Regions from separate parts of the Sus scrofa genome. Here region 2 is linked to region 1. A link is a contact called in public Hi-C data. All regions are on one chromosome and are shown on one strand. The core of a region is the stretch at or near the end of the contact, and the rest is flanking DNA. Distances in the headings are between cores, read along the strand shown.

The links. A called contact is a pair of places that touch in the nucleus more often than the background predicts.
Region 2: a Hi-C map of omental adipose tissue shows a contact between it and region 1, with 1.6 times the contacts expected there. The contact joins the promoter of CDKL5 here to the enhancer-like site in region 1. A contact is called at or near these places in 6 of 47 Hi-C or Micro-C datasets (embryonic fibroblasts, heart right ventricle, mesenteric adipose tissue and 3 more).

The regions. Positions count from the first base shown.
Region 1 is chrX:13,772,527-13,778,600 of Sscrofa11.1, forward strand. No RefSeq gene overlaps it. Among named protein-coding and RNA genes, the nearest start is that of NHS, 79 kb to the right of the region's middle. Within about 2 kb of position 2,760, at least 3 of the 83 cell types and tissues checked have an H3K27ac peak or open chromatin away from gene starts, as enhancers often do. A contact at or near this core is called in omental adipose tissue, where this site is marked.
Region 2 is chrX:14,854,288-14,860,407 of Sscrofa11.1, forward strand. It overlaps CDKL5 (cyclin-dependent kinase-like 5), which reads left to right and starts at 4,539. Exons shown (of 19, transcript XM_021080550.1): 1 at 4,539-4,713.

The DNA.
Region 1 (6,074 bases), core at 1,510-4,009:
TCACCCTGCGTCAGAAGGCTCCTCTACGTCTGGATTTCATTTGGAGTTACGGTTTTCTATCATGTACAGCTTAAAACATCTTAGTTTGCACAGTGCTTCTGAGGAGGTTTGGGAACCCAAGTTGAATGCTGCCTTGTCATCAGGGATGCCAGGGGGGTATTGTAACCTCAGGGTGATAACTAACCCCAAGCATTATAAACTCTGGTGAAGAAGGTACAGCTGATTCATTTAACTTAAAATATAGGCTTCCTTCCAAGTGTCTGGAAATATATTTTGTCCCAGATGTATGTTGGCTTTTGGCCGCCACACATCCTCCCCTCTCCCTTCCTGTTGCCCCTCCTTCCATCTCGCTATGTAGGAGGTCTCCCCTAACAGACATGTTTTATCCACAGAAGATGTGAACTCCCATTTGCAGAGTGTGGAATCACTGATTGGCAACATCAGCCTACTAGGGCTACATTTCCCAAACCACCTTACCTGTAGTTGAGGCCACCATACTGGTTCTCACCCGTGGAATGGGAGCAGTAGTGATGTATGTCACTTCTGGGTCAAGAAGCTCAAGCAGTGGGTGTGCCTTCATGGTCTTTAGCCATTGTCCAGCTGAATGCAAATGACTCCATGGCCCAAGAGGAGGGTGGAGCCACAGTATGGCAGGAGCCTGGGTGGTGCATAGTCCTGGGAAGGTTGACTGCCAACCAGGAATATCTGTGTTGGACAGTTACCTGCCTGGAGAAGACACTTCTCTTGTGTTAAGCCATTAGACCTTGGGGTTTGTTACAGCAGCTAGTATTACCCAACTAATATATCACCATTGGGCAAGGTCTTAGTAGAAGGGCAGTAGCCATCTCAGCCTCTGGAAGGCAATTATGGAAGGCAAGAGGGACAGCTCTTCCTTTTGTCTGCCCCCTGCTACACTAAGGTTTAAAGACAATGAGACGCTTGGTCCTGGGATACTGAATCTTAAACAAGGGGCAGAAGATGGAGGGAAAGTTCAGAATCAGATAGATAGCAGTGGTAGCAGAAACAGGGAAAATGCTGTATCTGAGGCCTTTGGGCTTTGGCTGTGTTTCCTGTTACTCCAGTAGCCCCCTCGTGTCCTGCTGGTTGTCCCCAGCCTTCTCCTCTAGCTTTTCATTGAATCTGTTAGTCCTTGCTAGCCTGCTAATTAATTCCTCCCTTTGCCTAAGATAATCAGAGGTTTTTTCTTTTTTCTTGCAATCACATGGGGGAGGGTGTAATTTTTTTTCATAAAAGGAGCCCATCTCAAACTTGCACATTTTATTAGTTTTGCCTTTTATAAGCGAAGGCCTTCCTTTACAAAATTCTGTATTTCTCTTGGCCCTTGACTGCTTGGCCAGCTCGGGTTCATGATCTAACAGCAGTTATGGCCGGCACCATTCAGTTTCCTCCTTTTGTTGACCGCCTGTCCAGATCATCAAGTAATTATCTGTGTTTTCCTTTTGTTGATGGTTTGGTCTCTCTCCTAACTTTCAGTAACTATTTTCCTCACTTGTTGTACTCACAGATTGTCCTTACCTATGCATTTTCGTGGCATTTCTACTTGTTAACCATTTCTAGCGTTAAACGGTGCCATCCAATTAGCACTGTGTCAGATTTTTTCTGGTGGGCGGCAGAGTTGGTGGAGAAAGCCCTGGATTCCTTGTCTCAGAGGCCTGCTTCTGTGTCCTCAAGCTCTGTGACCTTGGGCAGATCACTGAACTCGTCTCTCCCTGAGATTTGTTCTGCTAAGTGATTAGAATGAGAGAATATGCAAAAATCTCAGGGTCATTTACAGGGGCAGCAGCCAATTAAAGGCTGGAGAAATACAGTTGGAGGGAAGGTAGGAGCTGAGGAAACCAGGCTGTGAGGGCTACGAGGCAGGCGGTGCTTCCTTAATGCTAGCAGATGCCATCAGCTGAGGGGAGCCAGCCAGTGCCTTTTTCTTTTTCAGCCAGCCTTATACTTTGGGTTTGTTCTCACATACAGCCCTTGAAGAGGATCCAAACAGGCCAGGGGCCCAGCTTCCACATTTTATCCAATCTTCACACATCCTGAGCTCAAGACAGATAGGACACCCACAGTGATTTTTTCTTTCTTTTTTTGGTCTTTGAGGGCCACACCTGTGGCATATGGAGGTTCCCAGGCTGAGTCAAATCGGAGGTGTAGCGGCCACGACCACAGCAACGTGGGATCTGAGCCGCGTCTGTGACCTACACTACAGCTCACGGCAACGCCAGATCCTTAACCCACTGAGCGAGGCCAGGGATTGAACCCACGTCCTCATGGATGCTAGTCGGGTTCGTTAACCACTCCGCCACAAAGGCAGCCCCCACTGTGACCTTTTACATCATTCACTGTGGTTGTCATGAGCACTGCGTCCACCTCTCTCATCAGCTGTTTATATTTGTGACTGAACTGCATTGAGAACTTCACCTCTGCCTCCCAAGGACGGTACCAGGGACCAGATTTGGCAACCTCCAACACTGGGCCTCAGTTTCCTCATCTGTGAACTTGGGTGGCTCAACTGGTGCTCCTGGAGCCCCCTCTCCAGTCCCAGCCCACTCCGACGCTGGCACACGATCTTGTGACCCCCTCAAGTATCTGCTTAGATCCTTGACGGAGTTAACTTTCCTTCCCCAAAGCGAAAAAACACTTCTGTCTGGAGTTTTTCTCTTGTTGAAAACCGCCTCTTCCTCCCTTCGCTGGGGTGGAGTTTGTTCTCATGGTAACCTGCAGCCAAAGGCTCTGAGGTTGACATTAAATCCAGCCAAATGGACTCATATCCATGGCTACAGAAGATCAGAACAAAGTTCTCCAAACATGGTGATTCACTAGTAGGAAACAAAGGATTTAGCTGCTCTGATACCTTTTTGCTGCATTTTCTCTTTTTTTCATAGAGGTCACTTGACAAAATAAGAAAGGAAGGACTGGGGCCAATTTGGTTCAATTTGCTAATGTTTTAAAATATTCTTACAGAGAGATGCATTTATCTTAGGCCATTTTTGGCTTGGAAAAAATTCTTTTCTAAACCGTATTCGGTGAGTGCTTGAACTTGAGCCAAGTTAAAAAAAAAAAAAAAGAGAGAGAACACAAGCTTAAATAGTCATATTCAGATAATACTAGTCAAATTTTTTTGGATAAAACTCAAATCAATATTCTGTGCAGTATCCCCTCCTTGCACACCCACATGCACACAACCACACACACACACACACCCTTACCTATGTTCCCGTTTAATCAGATGAGACTTGAAGAAAAGTGTCATGTCTACTACACTATCTGGAAAATGCTGGACTGATCTGCCTTTTTGATGACTGCACAGAAGTTCAAGGCCAAGTAGAGAAGCAGCTGGTTCGGGACGATGTGGTACCAAAGGAAGTAGGGGGTTATTTGATGCCCGGGCCGGGCAAATTCATTTCAAATAGAGCCTCCGAGAATAAGGAGGTTGAGAACATAGGCCTCCCAGGCCTGTTGGTGTCACCGGGAACCATGAAGAGCAGCCAGCAGGGCCCCCGGGGTGTAGGCAGGCTCTTCATCTGATGCTTGGAGTGAAAGGCGTGTTGCCAACTGGGACAAAGCGGGAAGGATCCGCGCACACAAGAGACAGTGGCTGGGCTGTCAGGCTGTATTTGTGTCTGCCTGAGCTGTTCTGAAAAGATTCTCCTTTCCTGAGTCACTCAGACACCCCCCCACACACAAGAGAGGATGGAGTGGCGACGCTCCCTGTGCTAAGCAACAGTTTGCCGAGGTGGGAGGAGGGTCTTTCATCCTGGCTCCGTGAGCAGTAAGTACCGCTGAACCCAACCCTAATGGCCTCAGCTTCTTCGGCCACTGGTGTGGGAGGAGAAGGGGTCTGGGATAAGCAGCCACCACTGCTGCCCACCCTTGCGTCGTGCCCCATCCTAGCCATAGGCATCTCTCCCTGGGGTTTTGGCAGCTGCCTCCCACTTTTACTTCCCAAGAGCTTGATGGAGCCTCTCAAAATACAAGTCACACTGAGTCACTATTCTTCTCACAACCCCCCGATGGCTCCCCACTATTTTTAGTTTGACCCACAAAGCCCTGTGCCGTTCGGCTCTCATCTCCTGTTCCTTTGCCCCTCTCGTATGTTCTTTCAGACATAGTGGCCTCCTCGCTTGAACATGCCCTTTCTCTTCCCACCGCAGAGCTTCCGTCTGCCCTTGCTGTTCCTTCTGCCCAGAATGATCTTCCACCAGTTGCCGGCAGGATTTGTTGCTTCACCTCATTCAGCTCTTTTTTCTGGTGCCATGTCCCCAAGGAGACCTTCCCTGATCACCTTACTTAAAATCACGGCTGCTCCATGCTCATCATCTATTGCCCCAGTTAGGCTACCTAGTAAACCATCTCTAAACGCGTGGCTTCCAATGAGCATTTATTTCCATACTCACGTGTTTCACTGAGACTTGATCCCTCTGGGATGAGCCGGTCAGCTCCGCTGTAAGGATGCAAGGGGTGTTAGGTCTGCTCCTTGTGTGCTTGTGTAGAGCCTCAGAATGAAGGGGCAGTGGCTACCCAGTGCATGCTCTTCTCTCGATCTATCATCAAGGACAAGAGGCAAGCCAAATGATATAGCCAGTGTACGATCTTTGGCACATTTTCTAATCCATGAATGTGCTATTGGTCAGAGGAAATCGCATGAGCAAACCCAAATTATTGAGTTAGGGACGTATACTCTGTCCACACTGGGAGGGGGAAGAGAGGGAATATTTGCTGAACAGTCATACAAGCTACCATTCTCTCACAAACACACACACACACATGTGCATACATGTACACAGCCCAGCCCTGCTTACACTCATCTCCCATTCTGGGCTGTTTAGGGCTTATCTCTTTAGGGCTTATCATCACCCTACATATTACATATTTTATTGATCTGTTTGGTTTATTGTCTGTCTCATTGGCTAAAATAGAGATTCTTTGAGAGCAGGGAGTTTTGTCTGTTCTGCTTACGGCTGTATCATCAGTACCTTGAACAGTGCCCAGAACACAGATGCCGAATCAATACGTTTTGAATGATAGAAGGAAGAAGCCTCCCCTCCCCCATTACTGTGAAGCCTCAGGAAGGAAGCACAGCAGTGAATTCTAGGATCTTGCAGCCCTCGGAACAGGAATGTAATCTCGGCACAAGACCAGTCTTAACCCTGTATTTACCACCATTAACCCATTACCATCACTGCCGCCGTCATCATGACTGTTACTATTGTCATCAACATCACCACTACCACTATTGTCACCCCTACTGTCACCATAGTCTCCACTGCCATTGCTGTCACCACTGTTTCTACATCAGCGTTACCACTGTCTCTACCACATTGCCACTGTCACTATCACTCTCACACCGTCATCACCTCTACTCCAGCACCAATAGCACAACCACAAGCATCACCACACCTCCACCTACCACCACCCCACTACCATCACCACCGCTCCCACATCCCCATCACCGCTTCCATTACCATCCCACTTCCACCACCATCACCCTCTTCACTCATCTCCGTCACTGCCATCACTGTCACCGTCACCATTATCTCCATTAGATGATGATGACTGATGGTGGTAGCGAGTGCACACAGCTCTCAATACACTGATTGCAGTACAGGAAGTAGAGGGAACAATCATTTTGTCCTGGTGGGCTCGCTGCCATGAAAAAAACCCTCCATCTGAGAAAATTCTTTCTCTGAAGAGCCCTATAGTACATCTACAGCAGGGACACAATCAGTGTTTACTACAGCTTCAGAAGTGCTACGCACTCTTGTGGAGGTCTGCAGAAATGATCAAACTTCAAATCTCACCTCCTAAGGAAGCCCTGGAATTGTCTGTAGCTCCAGATCAACTCTCTCTGGCTTATAGAGCAAGGCAGTGGAGTCTTTCTTCCACCTTTCCTTGTTTTGTTCTGTTTTGTTTTGTAAATGTGCTCTTTTTTATATATATAATGATTTTTTACTTTTTTCCATTATTGCTGGTTTACAGTATTCTGTCAATTTTCCACTGTACAGCATAGTGGCCCAGTTACACATACATGTATACATTCGTTTTTCTCACATTAGAAAACT
Region 2 (6,120 bases), core at 3,289-5,788, 1.1 Mb after region 1:
CCCCACATAGAAAAGCTGAGTCTTAGAGAGGCAACTTGCCCACAGTCACACAGCCAGCAGCCAAGACCCATCTCTTGGTCATAGGGGAAATTAGGACCAGAAATATCTGAGTACATTTGATAATCAATCCTCTAGCAGTAGTAGTAGTAGTAGCAACTGAAGCCAAAGCCAAGTGACTGAGCTTCCGGCCAACCTGGGTAGGTTGGAAGGCCCGGCAGGTGGCTGAACTACTTTACGAAGGATGGTATTGGACAGCTGTTATTTTGACCTGTCTAACATCCTTTTAAGGATCAGCCAGATTTCCATTTTTCTGGTAGTAGCATCCCAACTTTCCTTTGGGAAACTTGCATTTGTCCCGTTTGATTTGGTTCTGGTTTTGATGGGGCTTTCAACTGTATTACCTGGCTCCTGAACACAAAGGTTGACACAAATACCAGTCATGTCTTGCCATACAATAAATTCCTTCAAAACTTAGTAGCTTACAGCAGCAAACATTTATTATCTCACAATTTCTATGGATCAAAAATTTGGAAGTGGCTTAGCCAGGTAGCTCTGGCTCAGGGTGTCTCATGAGGGAGCAGTCCAGATATTGGCCAGGACTACAGCCATCTAAAGGCTAGACTGGGGCTGGAGTATCTGCTCTCAAGCTCACTCACGTGGCTGTTCGCAGGAAGGCCTCAGTTCCTTGCGGGCTGTTGGCCAAAGACGTCAGTTCCTCACCGCATGGGGCTCTCCTCAGGACACGCAGCTGGATTCTCCCAGATGGACTGACCCAAGGAAAAGCCCAAGAGGAAGCTTCGGGGCCTTCCATAACTTGGCATCAGAAGTCACACACCAGGAGTTCCCGTCGTGGCGCAGTGGTTAACGAATCCGACTAGGAACCATGAGGTTGCGGGTTCGGTCCCTGCCCTTGCTCAGTGGGTTAAGGATCCGGCGATGCCTTGAGCTGTGGTGTAGGTTGCAGACGCGGCTTGGATCTGGCGTTGCTGTGGCTCTGGTGTAGGCTGGCGGCTACAGCTCCGATTTGACCCCTCGCCTGGGAACCTCCATATGCCATGGGAGTGGCCCAAAGAAATAGCAAAAAGACAAAACAAACAAACAAACAAAAAAAAAACAAGTCACACACCAGGAGTTCCCACTGTGGCTCAGTGGTAATGAACCCGACTAGTATCCATGAGGATGCAGGTTCCACCCCTGGCCTTGGGTTAAGGGTCCGGCATTGCTGTAAACTGTGGTGTAGGTCGCAGACTTGGCTCAGATGCCGAGGTGCTGTGGCTGTGGTGTAGGCCAGCAGCTACAGCTCTGATTGGACCCCTAGCCTGGGAACTTCCATATGCCTCAGGTGCAGCCCTAAAAAGACATAAATAAACAAATAAATAAATTTATTATTTTTTTAAATTCTCATACCAGTACATCTGCCTTTTCCTATTGGCTGCACAGACCAGCCTGACATAAAGTGGGGGCACATTACACAAGAGCCCTAATACCAAGCGGTGGGGATCATTGGGGGCCTTCGCGGAGGCAGGCTACTGCAGCACTTGATTCACCAGCCATCCTCTTAGTCACTGATTGGTCCAAGGGACAGACACAGGATTCAGAGTAGGCTTGTTAGAATGCATCTCTGAGAATCACATACGTGGGTGCTGGAAATGAGAGCCACTCCCATTTTCCTTGGATCTCAAGCTGCAATGAGATAAGCCTGAAGGTTTTGCTGGTTATATTCCCAACTACATGGAGGAAGCCCTTACAAACTGGGAGAGAAGGAAGCCAAACAAAGGAAAAAGCAGAGCTAAGGGTCAGAAATAGAGAAAGCCCTGTTAACATTCTGTGGGGCTCTGGATCCATCCATGCCTGAAGTTCATCCCCAAATTTCCCACCAACTCAAGTCGCTTTTTTTGCTTAAGCCAGTTGACTTAGGGGTCTGACTCTTGCAACTGAAAGGGCATGAGCCTAGGCACAGCTTGAGGAGCCTCCTAGGAACAAATTCATCCTACAGGTCCAGAGGATCAAAACTGGTGCAGTGACAGAGCCTTGGCTATGTGAGGAATAACCCCCAGAAAGTAACTGATCACTCAAATCTATCTCGTGGCCTTGTTCCCTTAGGAACCTAACCCTAACCCTAACCCTGGGAGGGGCATATGGAGGCTCCCAGGCTAGGGGTCCAATCAGAGCTGTAGCCGCTGGCCTACGCCAGAGCCACAGCAATTCTATGACCTACACCACAGCTCATGGCAACGCCAGATCCTCAACCCACTGAGCGAGGCCAGGGATTGAACCTGCCACCCCATGGTTACTAGTCGGATTCGTTTCCACTGTGCCACGACGGGAACTCCTGTTTGTTTTTTAAGTGGAAAAATGGTTTTATTATAAACTCTACAGGAGTTTACCCCAAAGCAATTCTGAACTTGTGCCCTGTGACAAGTGGAAAGGAAGGCACTTTCACTGCCCCTGCACAAAATACAAGGGGGGTTTTGCAGACCAGAGAGCCCTGACTCAAAGCGGCAGCTGAGGCTTTGGAAGGTGGGGCTTTCTGGTTGGTGCCCCGATGCTGGGTGTGGCCTAGAGATGCTCCTGCTAGAGCTGATTACTTTCCAGACCTAGAAAGGAGAGACGTGGTCTCTGTCCCCAAGCAGCACCAAGAAGCCTCTCGGAGCTGTCTCTCCCAGCAGCTCCCTCATGTCCCACCCGCATTTTGTACTGCTCCTGCCCCATCCCTGGAGCGCTCTCATTACCTACAAATCCCTGCAGAGGCCTAGGCACAGAGCTTTGCTCCCAAAAGATGCTCTAAAAATACTGGCGCAATGAAAGTCTTGAAGGGGAGCAGAATATGTTACCCCCAAATACGCCCCTTTGGCATAAGGATTATTTTCACGCCTTTTTTTTCTTTTTCAGCCACACCTGTGGCATATGGAAGTTCCTGGGGCCAGGGATCGAATCTGAGCTGCAGCTGTGGCAATGTTGGGTCCTTAACCCACTGCAGGAACTCCTGAGCTTGTTATTTTTAAGAAATCAGCAAACACAGAAATGCTCTGAAAATCCAGTAGAAGTTACCTCCTCAGAAGAGACATTTACATGTATAAGGGAAATCTCCATTTGTAAGGGTGTCTCCCTTACCAGGAAGAAGAGGACTCTCAATCTCTAGAAAAATTTACCAATTGAGGAGGCTTGGACTTAAAATCTGCATGACATTCTTACCTTTGTTGATTAGGCTCTGCCTAATAACCTGCCCCCACCAACATCTTCTTTTGTCTCTAGCTAGAGATGGTATTTAAAGTGATGGCTTGGCCATTTCCAAGAGTTACTCATTTTTTTCTGGGTCTCTCCCAAGTATATAGGAGGACATATATTATTATACTGCTGGAGTTCCCGTCGCGGCGCAGCGGAAACGAATCCTACTAGGAATGATGAGGTTACAGGTTCGATCCCTGGCCTCACTCAGTGGGTTAAGAAACTGGCGTTGCTGCTTCTCTGGCATAGGCTGGCAGCAACAACTCCAATTACATCCTTACCCTGAGAACCTCCATATCCATCCCACAGGTACAACCATAAAAAAACAAACAAACAAAATAAAGTGAACTTCTGTTTATTTTTTCTCATGTTGATCTGTGTTTTGTTATAGGAAGGTCTCGGTAAGAACCTAGGAGGGTAGAAGAAAATTATTTTTCCTCCCCCAACAGCCTTATTGAATGAAAACCCCATTTCTGGCACCATCAAATGAAGACAATAAAAATCAAAACTTTGGGAGTTCCTGCTGTGGCACTAGCGTTAAGGATCTAGTGTTGTCGCAGCTGAGGCAGCTATGGCTCAGATTCCATTCCTGGCCCAGGAACTTCCATATGCCTCGTGTGCAGCTGAAAAAGAAGAAGAAAAAAATTTTTTTAGATCATTCAACATTCAAGTGCTCAAAGAAATTCTAAAACTCTTATTTAAATGCTCCTAAAGAACTTTTAGGTTTTTTTGAAATTTTAGCGATAGAGAACTTCAGAGGCTTATTAGTGTTACAAAACAAAACACACCAAAGAACAAATAGTCTTGGTTCCCTTCCAGGGAAGGAACTCCCCTGATGAAGCACTGCAGACGGAAAATTAACTTTCAGCTGCCTGCTTCTCTCGGACAATAGATGGCACTGTGGGACAACTCTAAGTGACTGTTTTTCTGTGACGCTAGGTGGAAAGCCCCGGAGGAAAAAAAAAAAAAAAAAATCAGACTGCAATCTTGTGCTGGATTGTGTTTTAAATCTACATCTCCAAGGAGGGTTATTTGTAGAAGTCCCCTGCGCTTTATTCTAATCCTTCGTTACTCAAATGTAGTCCTAGGTCAGGGGCGCTGGCGTCACCGGAGAGCTTATTAGAAATGCAAGATCTCAGACTCAGGCTCCCCGAGATAGAATCCACTCCTTGGACAATGTCCTCTTAGCCCTCAAAGGCTTTGGACATGTTCTCAATTATGTAGCAGTGCAGACGTTCATCCGCGTTCGAAAACAAAGCAAACCAAACCGAAATGATCCTCGGCCCCTTTAAGAAAAAAACTGCTCTTGTAAAATACATGCTAAAGGAGCCTGCGATGCCTCGCTCAGTGCAGCAGGTGGCACTGTGGGACAACACGAAAAGCAACTGATTTTCCTGCAGCCCTGAGGAAGCCCGGGAAACCGGCAGGACGGAACACAGCAATCACCGGCTAGATGGGGGCCTTTTTAAAATCGACATCTCCAAGGTAAGAAGATTAGGAACTCTTCTGAATGAGGAAAAATATAATAATCTTGTGGAGGGAGTGGTAAAAAAAGACGAGAAGGACTGTCCTCTGGACGGGAGGGAAAAAAGTTGCTTTTGTATGTGAAGTGTCAGAAAGCTTCTCTCAAATTGCCTCTTAAAATCTATTGTTAGAACCCCAGCCATTTAAAGTACTGCTTATAACACAGATGCTCTTAGGAGGCGACGCATTTCACCATCATGATGCCTTTAGTTCGTCTCCTTGCTTTGAAATAAAGGTCACTCCCAGGCAGCAAAGGAACCCCTCCTCACCTCCAGAAAGAGTTCCTTCTCCCCATCTCTTTCTCACAGGGACTGATGGATTCAACTGCGACAATAGCCTAATGAACAAATCTCAAAAACAAAATCTTCGGTGGAAAAAAGGGCACAGTGGAACAGATAGATACAATATGATATTTGTAAAGCACATTATGGCAATCTACATATATTGTTAAAAGTACAGGCATTCTTGGGAGTGAGGACAGTGGTGACCTCTGGAGATAACAGGGGAGGGGCTAGTACATTTGGGGGGGGACAGGCTTTAACTGTCCCCTCTAATGTTTTAATTTTCTTTTTTAAGATTTCTGAAGCAAGGTTTGTTAAATATTAGCATCTGTTAAATCTAGGTGTTGGTAGCATGGTTATCTGTTATAGTGAATATTGACCTTATGCTCAAGAAGTGGGCAAGTACAAGGAGAAAGGGGATGGTAATTAGAGGCGGTGAAAGGCTTTTCCAAGATAGTGAAGACCTGTAACCCAAGAAAGAACCAATGTAGGTTCAAGAGCTGGAAAGGGAAGGAAACTCGCAGGGCTGATAATTAGAAAGAGGGCAGGACGTATTTAAATCATAAGCGCCAAGAGAAGGAGTTTACCTCTCTCTCATTAAAATTTTTAAAAATTTCTTGGAGTTCCCATTGTGGCTCAGTGGTTAATGAACCCGACTGACATCCATGAGGACACAGGTTCGATCCTTGGCCTCGCTCAGTGAGTTGGAGATCCCACGTTGCTGTGAGCCGTGGTGTAGGTGGCAGACGCGGCTTGGATCCCAAGTTGCTGTGGCTGTGGCCTGGGCCAGTGGCTGCAGCTCCAATTCGACCCCAGCCTGGGAACCTCCATATGCTGCAGGTGCGGCCGTAAAAAGACAAAAACAGCATTTTAAAAACATTTTCTTTAGAAGCAATAAACATTTTCTTAAATAGCAATTGACGGTAATGAGCTGAGAAAGCCAGTATGCCAAATATGTTATTACTTCAATTGATCCTTCCTTGAAGTTTCCATGCACCAAGTGCTAAAGGTCGATGTGCTTGCCTACTGCATGTATGCCCAGAAAGGACCTAACCAACATATACCAACATATACACCTCAGTTGTTT